Regions from separate parts of the Zea mays genome. Here all the other regions are linked to region 1. The links are chromatin contacts, called in public Hi-C maps. All regions are on one chromosome and are shown on one strand. Each heading gives the region's core, a stretch centred on a gene start, on an enhancer-like site or on the middle of the called end of the contact. The rest is flanking DNA. Distances are from core to core; before and after follow the strand shown.

What was found. A called contact is a pair of places that touch in the nucleus more often than the background predicts.
Region 2: a Hi-C map of leaf shows a contact between it and region 1, with 2.9 times the contacts expected there. The contact joins the enhancer-like site here to the promoter of LOC103646496 in region 1. A contact is called at or near these places in 5 of 25 Hi-C or Micro-C datasets (ear, leaf and tassel).
Region 3: a contact with region 1 is called in a Hi-C map of tassel, with 2.6 times the contacts expected there. The contact joins the promoter of LOC100216614 here to the promoter of LOC103646496 in region 1. A contact is called at or near these places in 4 of 25 Hi-C or Micro-C datasets (ear, endosperm, leaf and 1 more) and 1 of 3 datasets of contacts at active chromatin or transcription factors (leaf).

The regions. Positions count from the first base shown.
Region 1 is chr2:58,859,793-58,864,552 of Zm-B73-REFERENCE-NAM-5.0, reverse strand. It overlaps LOC103646496 (ABC transporter B family member 29, chloroplastic), which reads right to left and starts at 1,899. Exons shown (of 9, transcript XM_008671225.2): 1 at 1,186-1,899; 2 at 438-545; 3 at 73-339. The coding sequence starts at 1,803.
Region 2 is chr2:58,671,615-58,676,374 of Zm-B73-REFERENCE-NAM-5.0, reverse strand. No RefSeq gene overlaps it. Among protein-coding and RNA genes, the nearest start is that of LOC109944191, 49 kb to the left of the region's middle. Within about 2 kb of position 2,089, at least 17 of the 20 cell types and tissues checked have an H3K27ac peak or open chromatin away from gene starts, as enhancers often do. A contact at or near this core is called in ear, leaf and tassel, where this site is marked.
Region 3 is chr2:58,991,672-58,996,431 of Zm-B73-REFERENCE-NAM-5.0, reverse strand. LOC100216614 (Glutaredoxin family protein) reads left to right here and starts at 2,230. Exons shown (of 1, transcript NM_001143027.1): 1 at 2,230-3,968. The coding sequence starts at 2,363. The coding sequence ends at 3,706. It overlaps LOC103646497, which reads left to right and starts at 601. Exons shown (of 1, transcript NM_001352344.1): 1 at 601-1,754. The coding sequence starts at 707. The coding sequence ends at 1,516.

The DNA of each region.
Region 1 (4,760 bases), core at 650-3,149:
CTCATACAAGGAAAAAACATGAGAAAGCAACATACACAATAGGAAACTAATAAATGTAAATGTTCGATTGACCTGAATAGGCTCCACAACAAGAGCAAGTGCTGTTAGGAAAGACAGAAACTCTTCAGCATCAAAGGATGAGCCTGAAACAACTATCGACCCAGCACAGAGCACAAGCAGGCCCCCAATGTATGTTGCTCGAACCGCTTGAGGTATGAGAGCCTTCATTTTCTTCTTACTCAAATTATTCTTTAGATCAGCACGAGCTAACTTTTGGAATCTCATGATCTCCTTAAGTTCCCCATTGTTTGCCTTCACAGTCAGCATAGATGGAAGTACCTATAAAGGAAATGCGTAAAGTTGTAAATAGAAGTCCTTGCACAGCTGTTGATTATTTTTCATATACAAGCAAACAATTAATTATGACTAAACCAGACATCGTTGAGATATGATGCGAGCATGGCGAGGCTAAGATGTGCCTCCTTGGATATTTGACGAAGCCTTTTACCAAGATTGACTATGGCGAAGCACATGCATGGAATGACCTGTTTATACAATGGAAATTAAACAATGCAAATAGATGTGATTATGAAACAACAATATGAACTGTGGACATGGCTTCCGTTGCTGCAAGCAATGAGAGCATGGGATTGATTGTCACCATCTGAATGGCCATCGTTATCAACTGCAAGCTTGTTGGCACAATCGTCTGTGTCAAATTAGTAGTCAGAATCCATATATGTGCAGAGTACCATGCATTGGCACAATTGGCGTGGAGTTGGACACTTGGACTGTAACTATTACAGCAGCCATAATGTGTTGCGTTATGTTGGAGGTTTTTGCCTCCATGATTGATGAAGTAACCAACATATTTGAAGATCAGAAAGTGCAATCAAATTTGGTGAAATTTAACCGGTATACAGATGCTTACTAGTGCTAGCATAAGATGTGAAGGAAAAGCTCAAATTCAGAAAGTTCAAATTTTGAATTTTAAGACTACCAATTCAACAATTAAACTAACAGTTATGCAGGCATTTCCACGAACAGCAAACCTACATTCCATAAAACTAACAAACACAGCAACCTGCACATCTAATCTACAAAGGTTTGTTACTCACTGAAGCGACTGCGAGTCGATCGGCAACAGATAAAATAAGGACGAATGCAAGTCTCCAGGAACCTCACGTTGAGCACGGAGAACAAGGCATCCGCGACATCGTCCGCCTCGTCGGTGATCCTGTGCGCGATGTCGCCCGCAGCCACCCCTCCCCTACCCTCGAAGAACTCGAGATCGCGCTCTAGGAGGCGCTCGAAGGCGCGCTCCCGCAGCCGCCCCGCCGCCTGCAGCGCCGCCTCCCAGAGAAACGCCTGCTGCGCGTATGTAGCGGCGGCACGCGCCGATGCAAACGCAGCGAGGGCGACCCCGCCCCTGGCTGCCACCACAACAGCCGCGCCCCCTCCCCCGCCGCCGCCGGCGAGCGCGCGCGGCAGGCGCCCCGCGGCGGGCACTGCGCGGGAGAGGCAGTATACGGCGACGGCGGCGCACGCCCAACCCTTCGCGACGGCCTCCCACTCGGCGGTAATGTAGGGGAAGACATCGGGTAGAGGATAAGGCGGCAGCTTCGAGCCACTGGCGGTGGCGCGAACACGGAAACTGAAACGGAAGGCGCACGCCGCAGCCGGTGTCGGGATCAGAGCCCGCGTCCGCGCATGAGCCACGCCACCGTGGGTCCGCGGCCAGAGGTGCAGGTTTGAGGTTAGAGTTCGGGAGACGTGGGTTGAGAGAGGCGGAGCCACGGCCATGGCGTCTGAAGTGGCATACGATGCGAAGGTGCGGGAAAAGACGCGGCGCCGCCGGCAGGAGAACCGAAAGCTGAACTGCTTGCGTGCCACGTCACTCACGTGACCCGTTAGCCCGGCACGGAGCACGGTTTTTTAGCACGACACGAGCCCGACACGGCATGGGTTGAAGCGGGCCTGGGCTTAGCCTGGCCCGTAGAGCGTGTCGGGCTCGACAGGAATTTAAGCCCGTTGGGCTGGCCCGGGCATAGCCCGTTATCAGCCGGGCCTGTAAACCGGCTCGTTCACACAGCACTCTACCAGAAAAATATTGGGATGCCTGCCTCCTCCCATTCCCAACGGCCCAAATAGGGCATCCCGCATCCGCAGACCGTAGCAAGCCTCGTGTTATTTAGTCCGAGCGAAGACGTCGTGTAACCCTAACCCTAACGCTCTCTCACTCCTGCGTCCTCTCCTCTCCGTGCGGCGACTCCCAGATCCGGCTCTCGGTCTCTCTCGGCGGTGTTCCTCTCCATGCGCGGCGGCGGCTTCCTCTCCGTGCTTGGTTCCCTCCATTGCTCCTCCGGTGCTCTTGGTCCCGTGCGCGTCCGGGGCTCTCGGTACGGTGCGCGGGCGCGCGGCTGCCTCGGTCCCTCCTCGAGAACTCCGGTGCTCCCTCGGTCCCTCCTCGAGAACTCTGGTGCTCTCTGGCCCCTCCTCCCGACGCAGTATGTCCCGAGCGCACTCCGTCCCAGGCGCAGTCCGGTGCTCCCTCCCTGCTCCCTCCTCCCGGCGCGGCGCACTCCGGTACTCCCTCCTCCATAGCTACGGTGCTCGGTGCTCCCACCTCCCTGCTCCCTCCTACCGGCGCGGCGCATCCGGTGCTCCCTCCTCTAGAGCTCCGGTGCTCCCAAGTCCCACCTCCCTGGTCCCTCCTACCGGCGCGGCGCATCCGGTGCTCCCTCCTCGAGAGCTCCTGTGCTCCCACCTCCCTGCTCCCTCCTACCAGCGCGGCGCATCCGGTGCTCCCTCCTCCAGAGCTCAGGTTTATGAGATAGGATTTAGTGAATTTTTAGTGAATCACTGTCCACCTGTGAACTGTGATCTAGATCTTCATTTTAATCTGAGCTGAATCACTATCCACCTGTTATTGGATTTCACATTACTTGCATGACCATGGATTCCAGTTCGATACTTTAGTGAATATTTAGTGGATCACTGTCCACCTGTGAATCACTGAGATGTTTCACTGTCCATCTGTGAATCACTGAGCTGTTACTAGATGCTTTTAAATTCAATCTGTCCATATGTGATTGTTTCAAACTATTAATCTGTCCAGTTGATTCAAATTATTAATTTGATATGTGATTCTTTCTAACTCAGTCTATTAATCTAATATGTGATTCTTTTAATCTGAGTTGTTTCACTGTCCATCTGTGAATCACTGAGCTGTTACTAGATTCTTTAAAATTCAATGTGTCCATCTGTGATTGTTTCAAACTATTAATTTGTCCAGTTGATTCAAATTATTAATCTGATTTGTGATTCTTTCTAACTCAGTCTATTAATCTGATATGTGATTCTTTTAATCTGAGTTGTTTCACTGTCCATCTGTGAATCACTGAGTTGTTACTAATGGGTTTCAGCAATATCTTGAGATTATTATCTAGGTTATCTGGTAGTGACTACTCACTTTACTATACCTATGTGAAAAGTGAACTGTCTACAATGTTTAATAAATATGATCTAAAGTTTGGTGCAGTTAGGCATCAAGTGCCTCATCCTCCTCCAACTATCACAGGTAAAAGAAAACAAAACTGGGGATTTATTTATGCATCTGATTGTACATCTGAGTTCACTTATCCTAGTTCTACCACACCTAACCTTGGTAGTGGAACATCAGCATCTGCTTTGCTTCAACAAGCACACTCTAGTGCTGGCCTTAGTTCACTTGACACAGAATTGTCCTCCTACCTAGATAGTGACACTTTACAGAAGTTTGATGAGGACTTCAATATCCTAAACTGGTGGCATGAACATAAGTTGTCCTATCATGTTCTCTCCATCTTAGCTAGGGATGTTATTTCTGTTCCTGTTTCAACTATATCTTCAGAATCTGCATTTAGTCTCTATGGCAGGATAATCGAGGAACAACGAAGGCGCCTAGCACCAGAAATGGTAGAGATGCTTCTTTGCATGAAAGACTGGGAACTTGGTGAAGCTAGAGGGTAGCACTGTACACAGGACCAAGAACTTGAAGATGCATTTGAAGGACTTTATCTTGATGACCCTTAGGACTTTTATCTTCCTAGTTCCTACTCTATTCTTTTGATTTGGAAATCTGGTGATGTAAGCTGTAATATGTAACTGAACAACCTTGACATGAACTATTAAATCAGAGTTGGGTTGTACTCTTTTTTTCCTTTCTAGGGTTTTCTCACGAGGAGTGAGTTTTTACCTAGAAAGGTTTTTAATGAGGCAGCCATTGCACGAACAACTATAATCCCTTATATTACTTATCTTTATATTTATGTTTTGTGCATGTGCAAGTGTGAATATGTATATACTCAACTGTGTGTCTGTGTGATTTATGTCATTATGTGGATGTGCAAATGTAAACTATGTGAATTTATGTGCATGTGCAAATGTGAACTGTGTGAATTTGCAACTGTGTTACTTGCCGTGCTCGGGCTGGGCCAGGCTCCTTCATGGGCCGTGCTTTCTGGGCCAGCCCGGCAAGGATGGGCCTGTTTAGTGCCATGCTCGGACGGCATAGGCAGCCCATCGGGTACCACGGCCCGACCCGGTTATCAGTTTGGGCTCAAACGGGTCGGGCTCAAACGGGCTCGGGCTGGGCCGGGCCGTGCCGCCCGTTTGGACATCTATACACGTCACCAACGTCTTCGCCTGATGGGCTACCGCTACCGGCTCTCTCTAAATCATAGGACTGTTTATGACCTAAAATTAGCTGCTAATAAAAT
Region 2 (4,760 bases), core at 840-3,339, 190 kb after region 1:
TTTTAGTATTGAGCCTATTAATATTCGAAAAAAGTAAACCTCAATTTCGTTCTATATTTTTTTAAACAATTGATATAAAATTCGAATAATGATTCAGGTGTTTTTCCACCTTTTTAATGCAGGTAGAAAATAATGCACGTAAAAAATTATACAAAAACTTTATTCTTGTACTTCATAATATTCTTAGTAACATGACTAAAAATTAACACCAAATTCTATGTTAAATATAAGATTTGTTATATAATTCGGATTTTTAAGAATGATTCACAAGGAAGTTGTTCAAGCGACATAGAGAGGAAGGGTGTCATCTTGGCAAATGAAAACACGAACAATCTATTAGAGTGAAGTGAATGGTGGTGGCATCGCTACTAACGACAAAGCGGTTCAACGAACAGTTCCTGATTTCAACCATGATGGCAACATGGAGTACAACATGGCCGCATGACACATCTCTTTCTGACCGATAGGGAAAAACTTGTTTTCTGATCCATGCATTATGCTTGCGAGATTTGAAGACCATTGTTTAGGAAAGACCCTAGATCTTTCAGGGGAATGTATAAATGTTGGAAAAGTTCGATGGTGGGATGACAACATCGATGGCGATTCCTAGCAAGGTGCAAGTTTGGATTCAGATCCATAAGGTCCCTCCCATGTACAAAACAGAAATCATAATCAATTAGTTGGCAGGGAAGGTGGGTGAAGTCCTAGTTTGGTTTTGGTAATTAAGTGACAACCTATATAGGCTAATATATGTTTGAGTTGAGGTGCGTAGGTATTTAGTTGATTAGTTCACACGTACACTAGTGTGAGCAATATGAGTCATGGTAGTGATGTGGCTTGGTTATGTTGCAATGCTTAAACTATTGTTCATTGAAGGAGTTTATTTCAAATGAGACATGACATGATCATATGTGGCAAGGTGAAGAAGATCAAAATACATGGCTTGGCTGTGACAAACATGTTGCTATAGTGAACCGCAAGTGGAGGCTAGAATGTGAAACCGTGTGGCGATAAATATACAACAAGGACTTGGCGCCGATGTTACAATGCTCAAACAATGTTGATTATAGGAGCTTAATACATATAAGATATGACATGATGTCATATGGCTTGGTGAAGAAAATCAAGAGAGATGGCTTCGCTACCATAGACCAATTGCTAGTATAAAGGGCAAGTTGGAGACTTAGGTGTGATGGACTATGTGGAGGTGAAGCTAGAGCAAGGACTTGGAGCTGATGGACCAAATGCAACGGTGAAGAGCACACGAAGTTTTGATTCATGAAACAATAAGATCATGTGATGATATAAAGTGGATCATACCATTTTTGGGTGGATGATGAAGAAACTTCATGTTATGGGCAATGATCAAAGGTAGAGTCATTGGCTACACCTATGGATGATCATTGTTCATCATCTGTTGATGGAGGTCGAAGACTTGTGTGGCTTCAGCAACATGGAGATAGAATGGAACGCGCAAAGGAAAGACATGCTTGTAGGAATATTATTTCACCCGTCAAAGGCTGTGTAGAGAAATAATTAACTTCGTTTAGAATAGATAGATGCACTATAAAGAGGGGAAATCTCTTAGTTGTAATGGTTATCTAGTTTCACTAAGTGTATATTTATTTTTGCATACGCATAAGCACTTATTGATGTGGTGAGGTGCATGAGAAAGGTCGTTAAAATTATTTGCAAAAAGATTTATCTAGTGCTTAATTTGCTTTAGCACTTCTAGTTGAGGTAGCACTAAAAAGTGTTAAAATCGATGGCAAAAACCATAGAGTAAAGGTGGAAAACGATTGTCGTCGATGGCTTGCTACTCTTTAGGACAAAATTTGTAAGACCCTTATGAAATTTCAGGCCAAGAGCTTCTATATAGACGTGCGAGTTGCTGGCTCGGAACTTCCAAGAGCCCACAGAAATGTTTGAGCGGGCCCTTTTTATTGGCAGCGTGGCCTCTCAACTGAAATTTGGACCACGACCTAGTTTTTCTAAATGGGAGGCTGTCGCGGGTAGGTGCGCTAGTGCCAGCCTTACTGGTCGGGCCATCTTGTGGTGGCACGGGACATGGCAGGGGTGCAGTGCAGCATGGGTGCTGGGTTGGCCCAGACCTTCATCCGCATAGGGACACACACGAGACCTAGAACCACTGTAGTGCATGGGCCGCTGGGCTTAGAGAGCTAAGGCCTCACATTATTACTCCTCACATTATTACTTCCATATTCTACATCAGTTAAAAAGCCTTCTATGTAATATAAAAAAAGAGTAAACTGTGCAACATGATTTTAGATTAATTGTTCAATATTTAATGGTGTATTACATTAAGCGAAAATAATTCAAAATACTCAACAATACTACTATAACATGATGGCTGTAGAGCATAAAAACTCAAAAGATGAGTCTACATTTTGTTAGACATAATTAGCATATTTGTAAATTACTCATGAATTAGTTCTTATGATTACTTTTTGAATTTAATATTTTTAGTTTTCTCAAGTTTTTAAAGTTGTCTCTGTCACTCGCTCTTTAATACTAACTTATACTCACTCTGTCCCAATTTATAATTCGTTTAATTTTTGTGCCAAGTTTGGTCTACTCGTCTTATTAAAAAAATTTGCAAAAAAATGAAAAATTGAAAGCCATACTTAAAGTATATTGTAGAGTAGACGATATCATAGTAAGAACTAACAATAATTATAACTTTCTTGAATAAGACAAGTCGATCAAATTTGGATACAAAAGTCAAACAAATTATAAATTGGAATGGAGGAGGTATAAATTATCATACTATTTCAAAACATATAGTATATTCATGATATTCTAGTTATTCTAACAAAAGCGGATACAAAAATCATATCTACTACATCAAAACCATAAACTTTCAACAACATGTTAACTTCTGACGGGTTATTATAGCTCTCGCAAGTTAAGTAACTTCCATTACTCTCTAACTTCCGATGACCATCGCTAACTTTCTGAAGTTAGCTATTATGACCTAACGGGCGAAGACGGAGCCCAGCTATTCGACGGCCACGCCCCCGGCTTTTTGTGCCTACCGCCACCACTGTAGCCTCCTGTTGCCACCTCCCATGCCGTCGCGCCACCCCCATGATCTGCACCCCATCATGCCCGCCTCGCTGTTGTAGCTCCACCCTGTTGCGATAACAGCGCCGTCACTGTGCCACTCCCACGACGTAGTGCACGCTGTTGCAACTCCCCTATGCCCGAGCATGGCCCCGTACTGCCCTCGCGTCTACGACCGTCCATGCACCCGTCCATGAGTCATTTCCAGTCGTATTATTCTGAGAGGCTAACTTCTGACGATATCACCTAACTTTCGAGACGAAGTTTAACTTCCGAATGTTTTTAACAAACTTCTAAGAGTGCAGGCTCTTAGAAGTTATTAAGTTTCCTTTAGTGACCATGCTTGATGCTAGGTAGAAATCTCTAGAGATCAGATAGATACACAACTGTGGGACTCCTCCTAGATAAGAGGCTTAAATAAATATGACAACGACGGTTGTGCAAGTAAGGCTTACATGCAAGCATACCACCTGGACTTTTAGATCGTGATTCAATAGCAGTTGTATATTTAGGCTGTTTTCGGTGGATCGTGTAAAATAGAAGACGCGGAACGGCAGATGATACTGTTTGAAGAGTGAAGTTTGAAATAGGGGATGAGATAAGGGATCTGCTGGAGATTGCCTTAACATTTAATCTATGGTTGAATCATGATCTAAAAATCCAAAAAACTCGTTTACACGCTTGTACCTAAGACTTGTGCAATAGTCATTGCCATGATTGTGAATGAATTAATTGTCTAAAAACTATAGTGCTCTGTTTGGATGTCGATATGGGAGAGGATGGACTTGAATTGGGTTGAATACCAAATCAGGCATGGTATTGAAATGAGATGTAATTCCAATTCTATTGTTTGGATGTCATTGAATTTGAGTTTGAAATTAGGCGTTCTAATTCCACACAATAACAATACTGAGGGGTGAGGCTTTGTATTAGGAGAGAGGGTTTTACAATTCCAGAGAATTGGGTCTCTGATTCCAAATCACAATTCCACGCGGAACCAAACAATAGAATTTAGGAAAACTGATTTTAATTTTTAATTCTATGCTACAACATCTACATCTAAACGGGGTATAGCATGACTAACATGCGGCGAGACAATGTGCGCAACTGACCAAATAGGGCCTTAAGCTCTATTTGGATCCTCTTAATAACATTGGTATTAGCTCGAGCTCAACTAACTTTTAGCTGTATTATCTGAAGACATTCAGAATAGCGCTGTGAGATGTCACAATTCCAATGTGGGTTTTGCTCGAATCCTCGATTAGATACTAACCCTGCATATTTCAGGCAGTTTAGACCAACAAACAGGCGCATGAATTGTCATGCCCCAGGCCAGATAGTACATAGCAGACACAAGGATGCCCCTGTCAGTTCTCGTTGAGGCCCTCTTCGTTTTGTGCCAATCTATATAGCGATTGAGAGGAATTAAATCCTCTATAAGTCAAAACCCTCTTCAATCTCTTCCAATCACCCTTAATCTCTATGGTTTTAGGATCAAACGAACATAGCCTGATCGAAAAAAAAACACAGCAGCCAATTGACGTCCAACAAATCCCCACGGATGAAGCACGGACAGCGGTATGCGGTAAATCATGGCACATGCGATTCATCATCGTGTTGATCCTTTGCGTGCTGAATGGTGGTCCAGCAATCAAACAAAGCACTGCTGCACCCAC
Region 3 (4,760 bases), core at 981-3,480, 130 kb before region 1:
GCAATCTACATGAGGAAAAACACGGAAAAAATATGCCACTGATAGATGATAAGGCAATTTCAATCAAATTGTCATTGTGTGGATTTAGAGCTGGTGCATAAGCCAAACAGATTCATAATGGATCTCAGATTCACTAGTAGACTTGCTCTCGGCTGAAATTTAGATCTAGATTTACTTTTTCAACGCTCTCTGCTGAATTTTAGACCTTGATTCGGCAATGACACTGTGCTAAACAGACCTAGTACAAATCACCAGCTCTAGAAAATAGATATATTTCATAGAGCTAGATCATCTTTTTGTAGAAGCGATACATTTGGTAGGTTGGACCCAAAATGCAAATGTCAAATGGTAACGACAGAAATGACACAGTTTTATTTTGTTGACACACAGCCATGTCCATGTTGGACAGAGCCAAAGCAACACAAACCCATCATTAGCCTCCAAAACCACCTTATAACCCGGACTCAGTTTGCACTCAACCACCCTCGCCATTCGCAACGGGTACTTTGGCAGCGGCCACCTTATGACATTTTCGAAGTCGCTGCTGCACCTTTGGCGCGTCGTGGCCTTTTAAGACCAGATCAGTCTGCTCCTCGCTTGTCAGTCACTCGTACTCGCTCGTGAGTCGTGACTTCGTGAGCAGCCCAGATCGCCGCAGGACCACCTCTTCTGCGTCGGTGCCCGCAGCTTCGGCTTCGCGGAGTCCATGTCCAAGGCGGCGTGCGAGTGCGAGACGGCCACCGTGCTCCCTGACGCCGGTGCCGTCCAACTATGCGCCCGCGGTGGTGCTGGTAGCGCCAGCCCTCGTGCCGACGACGCGGGCGCGCCAGCGGAGTCGGTCCTGCTCCGGGTTCCGGACGGCGTCGGCTTGGGCCATCTGTTTGGCGCGGCGCTGCGGCGGGACGCGTCCACCAAGGGCAGCTCCAACCCCAAGGCGGCCGCCGAGGCGGCGGCGCGCAAGGGCGCGCCGAGCGCGGACTCGAGGAGGTTGTTGCCGGCCACGACGGCGGCGGCCAGCAGCAAGACCGCCGTGGTCATCGGCGTCCTGCCGGCGAGCAAGGTCAAGGTGGCGGTTGCCAAGGAGCGTCGCGCTCCCGGCCGCGCCGTCGTCGCCCGCGCGTGGCGCCGGCCGGCGGCAGGGGCCAGGGTCTTCGCGAGCGAGGCCGTGGGGCCGGAGCCCGTGTCCCCGAAGGTGTCCTGCTTCGGGGCCGTACTGTCGGAGAGATCTGCCGCGGCGCGGCGAGAGGGGGGAGAGGAAGGGGAAGAGAGCGGCGCCGGCGGGTGCTGGGCGAGCCTGGGGGCCGCGCTTCTTGGCCTATGTTGCAGCGGCGATGGTCGTGAAGGCCGCCACCTGTGCCGCGCTAGCGAACCAAATCCGAAGGCCACGGCTCTGGAGCCTCATCGGCGGCAGTGCGTCGCCGTGACGTCGCCACCGCGGCCGGTGGCGGGGCTTGGAGACGTGAAGCGCCTCGCTTCGCGGCGTTGGCCAGAGACCATGGCGCGGGAGACGGTTTGAATGTCCTCCCCGTGCTTCGTGAGGCACACGGGCACGGCGGCAGACTTGTACGACGTCCACGGACAACGGTTGCCGATGCAGCGCCAGGGAAACTCCTCGGACCTGCTCCTGACCGTTCTAGTGTTGGAGTCCTGTGGCTGTGGTGTGTGTGCATGTGTCACTTTTTTTCTGTTTGTTTGTAAGCTCCATCTCGTGCCATGTGTATCGACATTGGACTCCGGTCCTGTTTCCTTTGTCATTCGAGTAGCTACTAGCAATTTGGATATCAGTTCTCAAGATGGTAGAGCCGACCTGAAAAGTTGAAAAAAGCTTGGGCTTGACAAATGACAAACTGTGATTAAAAACTGAGAAAAAAAGGTTGGTTAAAAAAAAAGTCGGAACCTTTTGGTCTCGCACGCGAGATTTTAAAGGCCCAAACAAGGAACAACAAGCCCATATAGTACTCCAACGGATCAGCCTGACGCTGACGCGTCAGCGCCACTTTTCTTTGGTTTCTGCGCCTCCCTCTGCGTCCCGCACCCACCGTTCTGCCAAAGCCGACCGTTGGAATGAACCCTCGCATCGGCATCTCCCACCACCACACCAGCACGAGAAAAATTATTAAGGAAAAAAAGAAACCGACATCTCCAGCAGCCCCCGCCCCTTCCATGACCGTTGCGCGGTTCAAACCCCTCAAAACGGCCACTCCCTGAAGCCAGTCAAGCGTAGCACCACACCACTGCACAGTCTGCACCACACGGCCACACCGGTCGAGAAAGCGAAAGCCAAAGCCGCGAAGGCCGCGGCGGTTAGAAGAGAGGAGAGCAGACCGAGAGCCGAGAGGCACGCGTCGTAGCGAGCCAGTCGATGGGGTGCATCTCCTCGAAGCTCCTCCCGCCGGGGCCAGGCGGCGACGGCAGGCGCGCCACGGTGCGCGGCCGTGTCGAACACGTCGTCTCCCTCACCTCCACCACCTACGGCGTCCTCGACCTCCACCCCAAGCACGGAGGAGCCGTCCTCCCCGCATCTGCCGCTGCTGACGAAGAGGCGGAGAATGAGCAGCAGCAGCAGCCGCCGCCGCCGCCGCCTCAGGACAAGCCGATAAGCAAGGAGTGGAAGCGTGCCAGCATGCGTCCGCCGCCAATTGCGGTCCCGAGCGCCGACAAGAAGCCGGCGGGGAAGCCGGAGTCCGGCCTGGAGGTCATCAACGCGTGGGAGATCATGGCCGGGCTCGAGGAGTCCTACGCCGCCGGGTCGCCGGCGAAGAAGCCGTCCAAGCCGGGCCGGTGGTCGCCGGCCAGGGTCATCGCCATGGCCCTGCCGTCGCCCAAGAGGTCGGCGACGAGGCGGAAGAACACGCCGGGGAAGGAGAACAGCCCGCTCCAGCGTTGCTCGGGAAATACCAGCAGCAGGGGCAGGGACAAGGACAAGCCAGGCGACGTCGACACCGACAGGGTCCTCCGCCCGTACAATTCGATCGACAACTCCAAGCTGTCGATGGCGTCCAAGAGGTTCTCCCCGGGCAGCGCGCGGATCGTCCGCAAGCCCAGCGCCGCCGCCGCCGAGACCACCGGCGGCGGCGGTGGCGGCATGTCGTCGTCGCGGCGCAGCCTGAGCCCGCTGTTCGACCCGGAGCTGCTGGCGTCCATCGAGCGCGAGCTCTCGGAGGAAGGCGCCCACGTCAAGCGGATGGTAGGGTCGGAGAAGCCCAAGCACCCGAAGGCGGCGCCGCCGGCGATCGTGGCAGAGGGGAAGTGTCCGCCTGGGGGCGCTGACGCCGTCGTCCTCTACACCACCACACTCCGCGGCATCCGCAGGACCTTCGAGGAGTGCAACGCCGTGCGCGCGGCCATGGAGGTCCACGACGTGAAGCTGATCGAGCGGGACGTGTCCATGGACTCGGGCTACCGCGAGGAGCTTCGCCTGCTGCTGGGCGGCCGGGAGGTGCGCGTGCCCGCCGTGTTCGTGCGGGGCAGGCACGTCGGCGGCGCCGCCGAGGTGGCCAAGCTGGAGGAGGAAGGCAAGCTGAAGCCGCTGCTGGAGGGCCTGCCCCGGGCGCGGGTGTGGTGCGCGGGCTGCGCCGGGGTGCGCTTCGTCATGTGCCGCGACTGCAACGGCAGCCGCAAGGTGCTCGACGCCGACCGCAAGGAGACGGTCAAGTGCGGCGAGTGCAACGAGAACGGCCTCGTCCGCTGCCCGATCTGCTCGTGAATCGTCCGCGAACGATGGGGTGGATCAGGCGATTGATTGGTGGTGTCAAAGTTGTGCATTGCTGTGTTCGATTGGGTTGATCTGCCCGTCTACCCCCACGGCTGCTTTTGATCTTGCTATATGCGATGTGCCTGTTGCTCTCGGCAACAGCTGCCACTGTAATATGAACCCATTCATATTGTTGCATATGTAGTTTAATTATCTAATTTAATCAAATGTAATTTGATTGCTTCTTATTGACTTTTTGTGCTGATGATTTGAGAATTCTGCTCGCTTCTTTCGATCCGCCTTACATTTGATTTGGAATTCTGCTTTCTTCTATCCAGCATTCCAGGCGGATTGGGATCGTCTGTCTTCGCCCTGTGAAGGTAGGAACACGCAGTCAGCTACTCCATCGTTGAAGCAATCCAATGGCTGGCAACAGATTTGCCGTATTTATCACAGTTTGTCATTCGTGCATAGATAAACAAGGCCAACAAACAAAACTGGGATCAAATTATTTCATTCCAGAAGCAAGTATAGTAGTTAAATTTAATTGAAACTAACTGCGTGCTTGTATTTCTATCTCCAAAAGGTAGAACAATAATACATTTAGTTTAAAATACGGCAAGACAAAAAATATGCTCTATGCATAGGCTCTATGGTTAGAAAATGTCTTCAATGCAGAGGTCATTCATAGGTGGTTGCTGCAAAGTTGAACAACAATGAAAGAACTTAGTAATACTACAATCGAAAAATAAATTTACATCTTTATTATCTAACCAAAAATTACCATCAATAGCTGAGTGAAGCAATTTATAGCTCTATATCCAGTATATTTACTTTGATTGTTTCCAGGATTGCAATGCACAACATTTTTTGTTTCCGTTCCTTCATTCGTAACTTCTTGCTAGACAAGGAAGAAAGACATAAATAAAAAGTAGTACAATAAAAATTGATTGAAATGTACTAATTGTTTGAGAGAACATACCTTGCTTTTCCTCCCGTCATATGGAGTTGTACTTTCAGTTCTTCTCATTCCTTTATGTTTTTTTGTCTTGTTCTCCTTGAAGCT